Regions from separate parts of the Cyprinus carpio genome. Here region 1 is linked to region 2. A link is a contact called in public Hi-C data. All regions are on one chromosome and are shown on one strand. Each heading gives the region's core, a stretch centred on a gene start, on an enhancer-like site or on the middle of the called end of the contact. The rest is flanking DNA. Distances are from core to core; before and after follow the strand shown.

What was found. Hi-C and Micro-C count contacts between places; a contact is called where the count stands out from the background.
Region 1: a Hi-C map of skeletal muscle shows a contact between it and region 2, with 2.2 times the contacts expected there. The contact joins two enhancer-like sites. A contact is called at or near these places in 3 of 8 Hi-C or Micro-C datasets (liver and skeletal muscle).

Annotation. Positions count from the first base shown.
Region 1 is chrB22:22,727,149-22,734,089 of ASM1834038v1, forward strand. It overlaps nfia (nuclear factor 1 A-type), which reads right to left. Exons shown (of 12, transcript XM_042749215.1): 2 at 1,004-1,532. Among protein-coding and RNA genes, the nearest start is that of nfia, 35 kb to the right of the region's middle. Within about 2 kb of position 3,768, at least 1 of the 8 cell types and tissues checked has an H3K27ac peak or open chromatin away from gene starts, as enhancers often do. A contact at or near this core is called in skeletal muscle, where this site is marked.
Region 2 is chrB22:22,683,056-22,689,893 of ASM1834038v1, forward strand. The region is part of intron 2 of nfia (nuclear factor 1 A-type); the gene reads right to left. Among protein-coding and RNA genes, the nearest start is that of nfia, 79 kb to the right of the region's middle. Within about 2 kb of position 4,421, at least 4 of the 8 cell types and tissues checked have an H3K27ac peak or open chromatin away from gene starts, as enhancers often do. A contact at or near this core is called in skeletal muscle, where this site is marked.

The sequences.
Region 1 (6,941 bases), core at 2,518-5,017, 43 kb after region 2:
GGGGGCTCCAGCAATGCTCCACTGCTTTAAATAAGACAGAGGATGAAACCTGATCGGCCCGAATGCAGGTCAGAGACGAGGAAAGAGAGAGAGAGACTCTTTGGAAGTCTTTCTTCCTCTTGTTCTCTCGCTGACGTCTCTTATTCACCATCGAATCAAAAAGAAATGGTAACTTCGCCGATTAGGATGTTAGCAGGACGCTCCCCCCTGAATAGGCTTTCAGAACATCAAAACTAAGGATTTCGGCAGGCCACGGGGAAACGCGTTTCAGCGACGGTGTCGTGCTTATCCTCACAAAAAGCTCAAAGGCTCTGGGCCTTTGTGTTCCCACCAAGTCAAAGTAATTCACACGCTCCCGTTTTGCAACCTGCCGTCTGCCAGATAGGCTGATTTTCCTACGCGGCGTTAAAGCTCACGTTTTATGGCTTTATCTCCGCCGTCTTCGGGTTACACAGTGTTTTCATTCTTTTATCGGCACCTCATCAAAGCGCGAGTCCGTACGGAATGCCGGGAATGGCGGAAACGCGCGCTGCCAACTCGCTCGGTGCCACAATTTGCATGCGAGAGGAAACAAATGTAATTAAGGTGCCCAGTTTGCCTTGCGAAACAAAGTGCGCTTCTCGTCTTCCAAGTGAAAGCCTGTGTTTGTGCCGCTGTCAGTGCAAGACGGATCCCCTGCCGCCTTCTGCCAATTAACAGTTGCTCCGTCAGATATTTGTGCCGGACTTTTCCGTGTTAGCTTCTTGCAGTTAGCGATTAGCATGAAAATTCACTCTCATTTACATATTCAGCTAAAAGTCTGCGTTTTTCGACATTTCTTTTGGCATAAAGGAAGCAGTGGATTTGATTTGAGTTGAATCCAACAGCTTCCTCATTGACTGTTGATGGATAGTAAACAGTAAAATCCTAAAAAGTGCAATCTATTACAATAAATTGCGTTAAACATTTTGCATTGTCATTCACATACGTTCAAAAGATTTACTCAATTCAAAACGGGACTTACCTGCATGCACAAAGTAGGCCAAGTACAGGTCGAGCTCCTTTACGGAAACTCCTATGTGATGCGGCTGCACGCACAGCCCCGGGTTCGAGCACTGCGGAGACTTAACCAGCCTTTCGCCGTCAGTACTTTCAAGCGGAATACCTTTGAATAAAATCACCATGACCAGGTCCAAGCGCCACACCTTGTCCGCCTGACGCAGGCAGTCGATTCTCCTCATCTTGCCCTTCTGGTCAGGGTTGGAGAGCACACAGCAAGGGGGCTTCTTCCCGGTGACAGTGAGCACAAAATCCTCGCGGAACTCCGGCCGGATGTCCTTGCGGAGTTTGGCCAGCAGCCGCGATGCCCACTTCTGCTTGACCTCTGGCTTCTCGCTGAGCAGCTCGTCCTTTACAGCTCGCTCCTCTTCCTTAGACATGCGCTTCTCGTGCTTCTTAAAGTATTTTCTCTTGCGGGCCTGCAAGTTGAACCAAGTGTAGGCAAACGCTCTCACATGGGGCAGCAGTGCTTCAATGAAAGGATGGAATTCATCCTGCGAAGAAGGACAAGGGAGTGGAAATTAGTCTGAATTACTTTTAGAAACATCCTTAAAAATATAAATATTAAAAATCTTTTTTTTAATAAAGCAACTGCAAAAAAAAATTAACTAGCTAAAGTACAAATTTCTCACAGCAGACACCATGAAAGCAAAACATGCACGTCTACATAAAATCCCTTTTGATTATTTTGAAAAACGGCCCTCAACAGCAGGACTGTGTCTGTGAACCGAGCAGGGCAGTGTGTGTGTGTGTGTGTGTGTGTGTGTGTGTGAAGCTCGTCTAGGACATATCTTGGCTCTCTGGCAAGAATGCTGGTCTGTAGGGGTCTGCCAGGGCCGAGAAAAAGCAACAACCGACCAGGAAAATTAGAGTGGCTATTTTTATCTGTTCTCCATAAAAATGCACACACAATTCCAAAAAACCGAGCTACTTCATTCGCTATCAACGAGGAGTGTGTTGTTTTCACACAGGAGTGTGTGCCGGGCAGATTGTGCCGGCTTTTGGGATCCCTTCACCTGCCGCTGGTACACAACCTGGCAGAAAATCCATTTTTAAAATATAATGACAAAAAGATTACGACATTAAAGCGTATTTTTGTATGTGGTCAAAACTTCTTCTTTCAGTGGATACATTCATGCAGGGATTTGTTTTTTGTTTTGTTTTTTTTATCTACAATATAATTTAATATAAACATAATATTACTGTATAACCAGAAATGTGGTTATTTAGGAAAGCTGCATAATGCATTAAAAGGATTTTGTTATTATACAAACTGCAAGCATTTTTAATATTGTACATGTGCTTGATTATCAAAATAATAAATACATGCTTTTCTGTATTTGTAGGCTTGCATGTCCATTTCTTTATTGCCTTAAAAAAACAATACGCAATAATAACTGGGCAAATAAATAACGTGCATTTCTAATATGAAATAATTTGGGATTTTACGCAGAAAATAACTCCGGGTTTTTATTACATCGAGAGAATAATGGCAGACTGCCAATCACTAGAATAACATTTCCACAAACAGCAATAGCCCTGCATCGTGTCCCAAAACCAAGCGTGCGAGAGCACGAGAGGCCTGCCAGCAAGCAAGCAAAGTGCACTATGTGTTGAGCGCAGATTTCATTTGAATAAGCTCAGATATAAATACAATGTGCTGGGCCTCGGACCAGTGCCTTTAGAAATTTAACAATTAATTCGGCGTAATTTAGGAACGTTAATTAAATTAATTTCTCAGGCCAATTTCAAGCACTGCTGATAATGTTCGTTTCGTAATTAAAAATAATCACAACATGCCATCGAGCAAAAATAAATAAATATTTATTACAAAAAAAAAGTTTTAATAATGATGGAGGTTTATGACTGAAATAAATGCAATGTTTGTGTAAGATTTCTGCATGTTATCTTATTAATCACAGCAACAACAGACTTCATATAGATACATATTGCCATATCCCTTTTGTTAAACCACAGGAAATCAAGGATTTGTATAAGCATATATCATTATTATAGTGTGCGGTGTGTATGTGTCTCCTGTGAGAACGTATATGTTTAATCATATTGTTTCCTTCCTGTCTTGTTCAAGAATCAAACTCTCTTGCCCCCAAGGCATAAAAACTGTATTGTTTCATCCTGCATTTAAAAGAATTAATGAATTCCCTTATCTTCCTTCACTGACTCTCCAAGTAACTTAATCCAAAGTCTGTGAAATATTGTTCCTCAGTTACTGATATCATCTATTGCTGTGGCTTTTTATACATGTATATCATGTGCTTTTATAAAAAAAAAAAAAAAGGAACTGTTGCAGACTTGTCTACACTCAGACTTCTTGTAAAATTGCTTGGAGAAAAGAAATCAATATAGAAAATCTCCAGACGAGAATCGAGCTCTCTACTGTAAAATCATGATGTTAACTTTCAGCAGTTTCCTAAGCAAATCAACCGACTGCTAGAATTATTTGGCGGATGATACACAACACAGCGTAATTTAACATGCAAATTATAATTACGAGGACATCCAGAAAGCTTGTTTTCCTCTTTTGTTATAATTCTAGCAATTCATGAAAAGCAAATTCTACACGCTCGTAGCGGCGGAACAAACAGCTCTTCGCATTTTGGAGCGTGCCTGAGTGTCAATATAGGGTCTGGTTAGCATGTCTGGTTTTTCCAGACTCCTGAAGTGTTTCAAGCTGAACCTCGCTGTCCTATAGGAAGGCCTCAGCAGGGAACAATAGTGCCTCGTGTCCAAAAGAGTTTTAACACATACAAAAATATTACGAAAAATAGATCATGGGAAAGCACAGTTTACATAATATCCCGTTAACACACTGAAAGGTGTTCAATAACTAATGCAAGACAAATGTATGTTTTTTTTTGTTTTTTTTTACTAAAATATGTGAACGATTTGAAAATGTGTTATTTGGATTTTAAGGTTTTTAATATAAAATGAAAGCAGTATACAGACGTGATTTTTGGCACTCTGAAGACTATTCGAGTCCTTAAATACAACACACACACACACACACACACACACACAGAGAAAATAGACCTCATACTGCCTTAACACCGCAACACAGAGGAAATCAATTGCCCGTCTCAATTATCTTCAATGCAACTATTTTTTTTTAGATGTTTAATAATATTACTGTCAAATTACTAATTTAAAAGAAAGAAAACAATGCTCATGTTTGTTTTATTGCAACATTTTAAGCTGTTTTTCACAGAGTGCATTATTGCTCTAAATTCAGAACATCACTTATATAAAGAGTATCACTTATTTTTAATAAGTACTGTTTTTTAGCATTAAATATAGGTACTCAAGTAAATGAAATATGTTAGATATATATAAGTTCTTATGTATTACATTTACTGTGATTGATAAATTATCAAAAGCTTCCCCATGGTTTTGCATGGATGTAACAAAAAGAAATAGTTATAAAACAACTTTTGCGATCGTATTCAAGTCGTACTTCATCAAATCAATGAAAAGACGACTTAAAAGTTAGAGAACTTTCTCAGCTTGTCTTTCTCCACACATTACACATACTTTGTCTTTTTTTCGCACGAATCCTTTCCAGTATCTCCAAACAGACTGTAACTAACACGGTTAAAAGAACGTCCCTATAGGCGACACAATACTGAGGCCTTCTCCTTTGTTTTGAGAATTCAATAAAACACATTTAACCAAACAGTTTAAAATCACATCAAGACTATAACGCTACAGCTTTTCCAGACCTGTCACCTCACTTCACCTGCCACCACGAGTCACACAATGATTGTTTTTTTTTTTAACTCCTTTAACCCTCTAAGTTGCTGCAACTTTAGTTTTATTCTGTGTTAATTACAAAAGTATGATAAACAACAAATAACACTGTGCATATATATATATATATATATATATATATATATATAACACCACATTATAAACTAGGCTATCAAGCATGACAGCATCAAATCTAACAGTCTTAATTTTTAAACTTACTCAACTTATCAATATTTAGAACTGCTGCTAAATATCAGAAATATAGAGGCATTGGAGCTTTCAAAAATATGAATCAAAGAGTTTCTGCTGCCTTGAAGAAAAAGTCTCATGTAAGCAGCAGAAAAGCTTTTTATTGCCGGCAGCTGGTTCGAACTAAAGTTAACACAGAAAACGGCATAGTTGTTTTGATATTTAATAACAAAATGCACCCAAATAAGACTATTGTGATCTCAAATATGTGTTTAAAGGTGATGTTTTAAACTTCAAACTTAAAACAGCTTGGTGTCATAGTAGTCATGCAAAGAGTTTTTATTTTGTATTTCACGAGTTGTCCTGCTTTAAAGAACCCAGAGTGCTGTGAAAAACCTACATTGAGAACACTTTAATATTTAAATAACCATAAAGCAACCTAATTAGGAAAGATTTCTTTTCCGAATCGTTAAAGAACTTTATTTTAAAGAGTGCAACCGGATCGATGTGCATAACGTTGACTCGGTGTAACGTTTTCTTTCATGCACAGCGCTTAACTTGCTAAATATCAGCGTCCGTGCCCATGCAAAAAGCGTCTGGAATAAAATACAACTGTAGATAAATGTGCACAAGAAACATTAATGTGTGTAAGGTGGGCGCCATCCGCCATGTGGTAGTTCAGTTGGCTCTGTCAGAGCAGAAATGCCTTAGTGCACGCTAAGTTACTTGTCTTATGCAAAGGTTAGTCCCTATCCGCGCTGTCCCGGCCAAAGACACCGCTTAAACGCAACAAACAGAGTTAATAATAAACGAAAATGTCACTTACCTGTGTTAGGCATAGCGGAGAATACATATCTGTCGGTTTTAACTCTTGAATTGGCGATGTATATGTTGTGTGTGTGCGTGTGTGTGATTGAGTGAGGGTGTGTATGTGTGAATGTATGGGGTGTGTATGTATATGTGTGTATGAAAAGAGAAAAAAAGAGAGACAGAGAAGAAGGGAGAGAGGGAAAATAAAGCCTTGCTTCTTGCTTTCACATTTCCAACTCTGCGAAGTGCGCGCGACGCTTCAGCGCTCCATAGAGCTGAACTTTAACCCCGCCTCGAGTTACACACATCTACTGTACTGTACTGTTAAAGCAGTATATCCAAACTTTCGGCATTATCATCAAGCGCAGCCTTAGAGAAAAGTCCCGACGACGGATGGATGGAAGTACGCGGAGATTTCACAGAGCCATGAGTGAAACAGTGCTGATGAAGCGCCGAGAGGAGCGATTATTTCATCTTGCGGTCATCTGAATAGAAAAAACGATAGAAAAAGTCGTCCGGATGCGTTACAAAACTCGCGTTTGATTCATTCCTCTCCGCGCAGAGCCGCGCTCTTGCATCCGCCGAGAGGCATGTGGCGGTGCGAAGCAAAACTGAGGCGGATTTACGAGCAGCGAGCAGGGCTCGGCATTGCTTAGGAAGATTGCAATATCCTTAAAAACCCCCTGTTGCAAAAGCTGCCACTTGTGTCGTGGTTAGTTTCGACCTGAGAGAGAGGGAGAGAGAGAGAGGCAGAGGAAAAAAGTGAAGCAAGCGCACGACTCGAGTCCGCTGAGATGAAGCTCCCGTTCAAACTCTTGGGCTCTTCCATCAGCACAGCGCCCTCAGTATCGGCACTAGAGCCATGCACATGCGGGACAAGGGAAATGTTCACTCCCAATGCCGTTGCGCTTAGTGTACACCAAGTATAGTAACGCAGAAAGTGTGATAATGAATTTAACTTGCGTCTTTTAGCGTGCAGTTGATATGCTATAGACCGAATTTTGAGGATTTTCTTCTCATTTTATTTTTAACAAAAAAATAAAGGAGTAGGCTACTTTTGAGAAATAGACGTTTGGGAAAACAAGACGTTCGTATTGCATTCACTGCTTTCAGTAGGCTAGTGTGTTGTCAAATGATAG
Region 2 (6,838 bases), core at 3,171-5,670:
TTGGGAGGACGGCTCCAGCGCTTGCCAAAAAAGCTGTGGTTTTCGGCCGCCACCGTGTTGCTATTAGACATGGTTATGGATGGAGCTGTGGGGAATGACAGTAACACAAGCCATCCGCACACGCAGGCGGCATGTTCGTGTTCAGGCTGGCCAGGCCTGGCTTCTGTTTCCACAGTTTTGGCCCCAGCAGCTCAGCCTCTAAACTCAAGAGTTTGGGCATGTTTAGACCACAGATCACTCTCGCGCTCTCCCTCTTTTCCTCACCCTCCTCCTCGTTTTAATTCTGGGAACCACATTTTGCGTGGGAACACAGACTGAGAATGGAACGTTCCAGATGTGAAACAGTAGAACCCATGAGCAGTGCTTCATGGGAGTTTGGAAATGCCTCCACTGACACTCTGATCTTCTTCATGGCACAGCGTATATCGTACAGTATGTACAATGTTGACATTTTTGTCAATCCTTGATTGATTTTCATGTTAATCAAGATCTTAATTTCAATGGGCTCAATATTGTTATAAAAGCACAGCAGTTTAATGACTTGTTGATTTTAATAATGACAAAGATATAAATTTTGTCAAATTTTTTTATTTTAAAAAATAGCTGTTCTATACTCCATACTTTTTATTATTCTTTTTTTTTATATTGTTATTAGTAAATTAATAATTTCAGGAAATACTTTTTCCCCCTAGAGAGCAGTCAATTATTTTTTGTTTTGTTTTGAAAAACAATTATAAATTATAGTATTAATATAGTTTATGCACTCATTCAGGGACATTCTATATTTTTTTTTTGATTTTCATAAAATACGTTTTTCCATTTATCAGAAACCTACTGTTTGTTTATCACATTTATTTTTTAAATTACAAGTATAAATATGGTTTATAGACTCATTCTGGATCATTCCATACTTTTTTATAGAAATTTATATTTTTATAGAAATTTAGAAATTTTATGTTTCCTGTGTGATTTGCAGAATTAGGTGAATTAGAGAATTTCTTTCACACATAATCAAAATAGAAATTTGAGCTGAAATATATGTAATAAATTAGTGAATCTAATGAAATTGAATCAAAATCTGAATCAAATCTGATCCAGAGAGGTTGTGAAAATTAGGAGAATTTGTGAATTGGAATTGTGCTGAATTAGAATCAGAATAAAACCTAAATCAAACTGAATCAAAACTGGAAACTAATCAAATCAAGAGCTTACAAATCAGAACAAAATGATCAACGAATCAAACAGGATGACTTTGTGAATCTGAATAAAATCGAATCAAAACAAACTGAATGTTTGTGAATTAGAATCAAACTGAATTGGAGAAACTTTATGTCATACTGTACCCAACCCTACATAACTTCATATTTGACACAAACGATACAGAATGTATGAAGGGTAGAAATCCTGTTAGTTCAATTTGTTGTAAATTCAGATGTTGATAACAAAAACAAAAAAATACAGGCTTGTTTTCATTCCCGTCACATACAATATTGCTTCTACAACAAATCAGATCTATCAAAAACATTCAAACAGTAAAGTCAGCTTAGCGATGAATTCACTTTATCGTACTACTGCGCTACAGTTATCCGAGGCGCTCCTCGCTGACAGGTGCTCATCACTGGCTTATCCATCAATCCCTGAATTTGATCATATTAATGTGTAATCCTCTTAAAGCAGCTCCACGGTTAAAGCACCTCAGGCATCTGCAGACGGGCCACTCTGCCGTACGCAACCCAAGAGGACTCCGGCCATAAGCTCCGAGGTAAAACGAACAGATCAAAGCAGATGATCATCCGCTAGCTGCTATCAGGCCGGAGCAGGATTGCAGGGATGGTCACTGCAGAGGCCGATTATCCATCGGAGAGGATCATGGGAGATCATATTGGCATTTCTAGTTAAGCTTTTCTTATAAAGGTAAGCATAGCAGGGAGAGACCAGAAACGCTGCCAAAATTTCATCTGGGGCATCAGATTTGTAATCTCCTCACCTCCGTTTTTCTCCGCCATGAAAAATGGTAGGAAAACGGCGGGTTTGGAAAAGTTCCCAGTTTGTGTTTTTAGGCAAGCAACGTATTTGAATGCCGAATGACGAAAAGCCTCTCCCAATGTGTAAAGTGGCCAACAACAAGGTTGGTTGCTTTTATTTTCATTTAAAATGCATCTGCGTGTGCCGTCGCCTGGAGACGGAGCTGGTCGAAAAAAACGGAATACAATTCGTCGCATAAACAAAAACAACCACAAAGCCCTTTGTTGCCACCGCCGAAGATCAGCGAAAGAACCGGCGGTCTGCCAGCCGTACGCAACAATACAACAGACTCGAAATTGTAAACTGGAAGTAGATGAGAGTAAGCTAAAATTGATAAGAGACGCAGAGGAAATGGAGAAAAGACAGTTCCACTCCAATCCGATTCTGTACTCCATTAAAAATCAATCCTAATGCCTTTTCGCCACACAATACTTCATTGAACATTAGAGAGAGATTAAAGCAAATTGGACTAGAGATGATCAGATATTGAAGCAAAACATCTGCAGGCCCAGTGTATCGTTTTCCCTTTTTTTCTTCCTCCAGGGGAATACTAGTGTGCCCTGTCTGACTTCTTAACCCTGTGTTATCTTCACCTCCCAGCCAAAGACAGAGCCAATTTGTTTCCCAAACAATTCCGTAGCCATCCTGGTGATGGGGCTTGGCAGGCAAACAAAGAGGAAGAAATAAAGGAAGAAAGTTGAGGAAAAGAGATTGTGTGTTCAACCCTCAGGTCTAGGTGGATGAGCGTGCACTTCAAGAATGTATTTTCCCATTCGTTTCGAGAGCACAGTGGCATTCGGACTGGATCCTAAGAGTCTTTCATTTTGGGAATGAAGCTGAATTGGTTGCAGTGAAACGGATCATTAGAATCATTTGTTTGTGAATCAGACCAAATTGGTTATGCTGCATGTTTTTGATTCGCCAAAAAAATCAGGATGATAAGAATCAATAATTTGGGACTTTAGAATGCATTGGTCACAAAGTATCTGATTCAGTAAAAAAAAATTGGGTTTCATAAGAGTTATTCATTCAGGAATTGGTCTACACTGATTACAATGCATGTTTTGATTCAGTAAAACGAACCAGCTCATAAGAGTCATTTGTTTTTTTGAATCACATTACACTGACTAGGCTGTATGTTTTTGACTCATTTTTAAAATAAAGCCTCTAAGAGTCATGCATTTTAGGAACCAGGCTGAATTGGTCATAATACATGTATATCATTTACCAACATGAACCAACTCATAAGAGTCAACCATTCAGGAATCAGACGACACTGCAGTGTGTTCTTGATGAACTAAAAAGAACCAGTTTATCAAAGACATTCATTCAAGAATCAGAATAGACTGGTTGATATGTATGTTTCTGATTCACTAAAAAAAAAAATGCTCATACTATTCATTAATTCTGTAATCAGACTACACTGATTGTGCTGCATGTGCAAAATGAACCATCTCATAAGAGTCATTTATTCAGGAATTGGACTACACTGATCACGCTGCATGCTTTTGATTGACTAAAAGGAACTCATAACAGCCATTTTTTTGAAGACTCACCGCCCAATTTTAGCTTTAATTCTGAAAATATATAAATAAATGGTGTCTCAAGGCCTCTGAAGTTGTCCCGTTGAGGATTACTCTCTCTCTCTCACTCATCCCTCCATCTTAGCCCCATCCCTTGCTTTCTGGACGCAGGCCAAGAAGGGAAATCCATGAAACATGAAGAATGCGAACGGCACAAGAGCTGCGCGACTGCACTGAACTTTTCCACTGAATCCCTACAACGGGACGAAATTTTCGCCCGCCTCATGGGAAGGATCACTACCAACCTCTAGGCCAGAACTAGCTTATCTAATTGCGCTGTGACAAGAGTAATGAGTGGGTTGAGTGTGTTTAAAAAAGAGAAGCAAAGCGAGAGAGAGAAAGAGAGGAGGGGAGACACGGGACAGAGCCCAAGTGCTAGATGGAGACTCTCTCTCCTTGCTATCGTGGCATATCACATGATCAAGACCATCTCCGATTGGTCAGGAAGCAGAGCAAATTCGTCCGCCATGTAAGGAGGGCTGGTAGCGACATTCTCTCTTCCCTCCCTCCCTTCTCCGCTTCTCTCTTACTCCAATCTTAAAATGGCGGCTGGGGGGAAAAGTCTGCCAAAAAAGGGAGCGAACCTGATGCTCTTTTTTCTTTTAAACGCTTCTTTAAGACTTTTTTCTTAATCCAAAAAAAAGATGGCAAAGAGGAGAATGGGACAGCTTTGAGTAGAAACAGATGAAGCGGGCTTGTTTTTTTGTCGAGCACTGGCTGGTACAGGCAGTTAAGGGGGAACTTTGACAGCGGGCCAGGAAAAAACATTAACTGTGCTGTGTCCGGCAGACTGCCGAGGGGAAGGAGGACACTTTCCTTTGGCTGGCATTAGCACAGCGCTAGCATTAACAGGCTTAGACCCCCTCCAGAGGGGGTGACTTGGGGACGGACCCTGCGTCAACTTCTAGACCAAAACAGACACACTAACATGCACAGAGACAAAAGAAACACACTAACAGGTGGCTCTGAAACATGTTTGTTGGGTCAGGTATCGATTGCATGAGCTCTTGATTCCTATTTTGATTCAGTTTGATTTGGTTATATCTCATGAGAGATGGCAACCAGTCTTTTAGAAATATTCATTAAAGAATTGATTCATAAGACTCATTTGTTCGGGATCAGACTTCACTGGTTGTGCTATATGGTTTCGATTTACTAAAAGAAACCGGGAGCATTAATTGGACTTCATTGGTTGTGCTGTATGGTTTTGATTCAGCAAAAAGAACCAGTTCATAGGTGAAATTGTTTGTGAATCGGGCTGCACTGGCCACGCTGTATGTTTCTGATTCATTAAAACAAACCGGCTCATATGAGTCATCTGCTTTCGAATCAGGCTACAATTGTGGTGCTAAAAAGAACTGGATCATTAGAGTGATTTGTTTTGACAATCGGACCACCGGTCACACAGTATTATTGTGTTTGCCTAAAACAAACTAGTTCATGAGAGTCATTTGTTTGGGAATCGGGCTACATTGGTAGCACTCTATGTTTTTGTTTCACTAAAAAGAACTGGCTCATACGAGTCATTTTGCTCATAAATCAGTCTCCACTGAAGGCACTAAAAAGAACCATTTGAATCATTTGTTAGTGAACTAGACAACACTAAAAACAAACTCGTTCATGAGAGTCGGACTTTGCTGGTCACCCCATAGGCTTTTGAATTACTAAAACAAAACAGCTCGATTCACAAACAAATGAAACCTCTGAACTGGTTCTTTTTAGAGAATCAAAAACATAGATCACAACCGGTGAAGTCAAATTCAAGACCCCAGTTCCTTTAAGTGAATCAAAACCATGTTGCATGACCAGTGAAGTCTGGTCCTGAAAAAAATAAGCCTTATGAATCAATCCTTAAATTATTATTTCAAAAAGACGGTCCCATTAGATATACCCAAATCAAACTGAATCAAAATATGAATTGAGAGCTTTATGAATCTGCCTGTATGTTTCTGAATCACTAAAATAAACCAGTTCATAAGAGTCACCTTTATGCGAATCAGACTTGCTCTGTACTGTATGCTTTGATTCAGTAAAAAGCTGCTTTGCGTTCAATAGAAAGACAACAACAATAAGTGTTATGAAATATGATTTCTTTTACATCGGCACGTCCATGGCAATATCGACTTGCGTTTTAATCGCATGAAACTTTATTACAGGTAAACAACAGCAAATCGATTTAGGAAAGCCGATGCATCCTTAACCAATGGACAAAGTTTGGATACAATCCTCCGAGCACATGACAGGCCGACACGAGTGCCCTTGCGAGGTTTCCTAAAACCTTGACGCAATCTACCTGCTGGAAGATTAGGGTTTGTAAAAGTCTGATTACGTCTTATAGCGACTTAATTTGATTCGCAATCTGTACAGCAACTTCTAGGACCAGCTGGAGGCATTAGCCCAGGTCAGGTGAGCTGGGCGAGAGACGCCAGCTGGGAGGGCACCTTTTTTTTTGGTGTTTGTTTTGTTGTTGGGCGAGTGGTGCTGGCGTTAAGAGGTGCAGGGGCTAATCGCATCATGTCTTCTGGCTTCCCAGGCATCAGTGACTCATATGAAAGAGGATCAAGGTGGAATGTTCTTTTCCCAGAGGCCTGTGCCTGATGGAATTAACCCTGCCATAGATCCCTTCCACCAACCGCAGGGGCCGGGTCAAACTGATTATCTTTCAGAGCGGCCTCGCGACAGGACCACGGCTATTAAAAGAGACGCTTATAAAACCATCTCGCACCTCTGCTCTTTAACTTTTGCCAGGCCAGGTTTGACAGTAAACAGGTAAACACCTGCGAATGAAGATGCAGATGCCGGACCCCAGCTCGGTCGAGTCGTAATCTGTGCCATTCCACAAAGGACATCAGTGTCATCTTCCCCTGCGGCAGACGGAATGGCATCTGATCGAGGGATCTCTGTCTTCCTCCTCATGCCCTCAGTTCAGACGGAATACTCAAAGCGTGACGGAGACGGGATGCAGTCTGTCTCCCCGTCCACAATGCATTCCCTCTGATGAATTTTTCAAGCTATTACGGATTTTTTCCTGTTGTTCTTGAGCACTAAGTTGCTAATACACAGTGGCATGCTGTTAATGACCCAAACAATCGCTGTTTCACACATACATATTTCATTACAACAGCTGAACAAATTACATATTTATGCTTTATAAGGGGGAATGCCATTCGGATTCATTAGCTATGCAGGCAGGTACAGGAATCCCATCTGCAGCCGCATCTGTACAACAG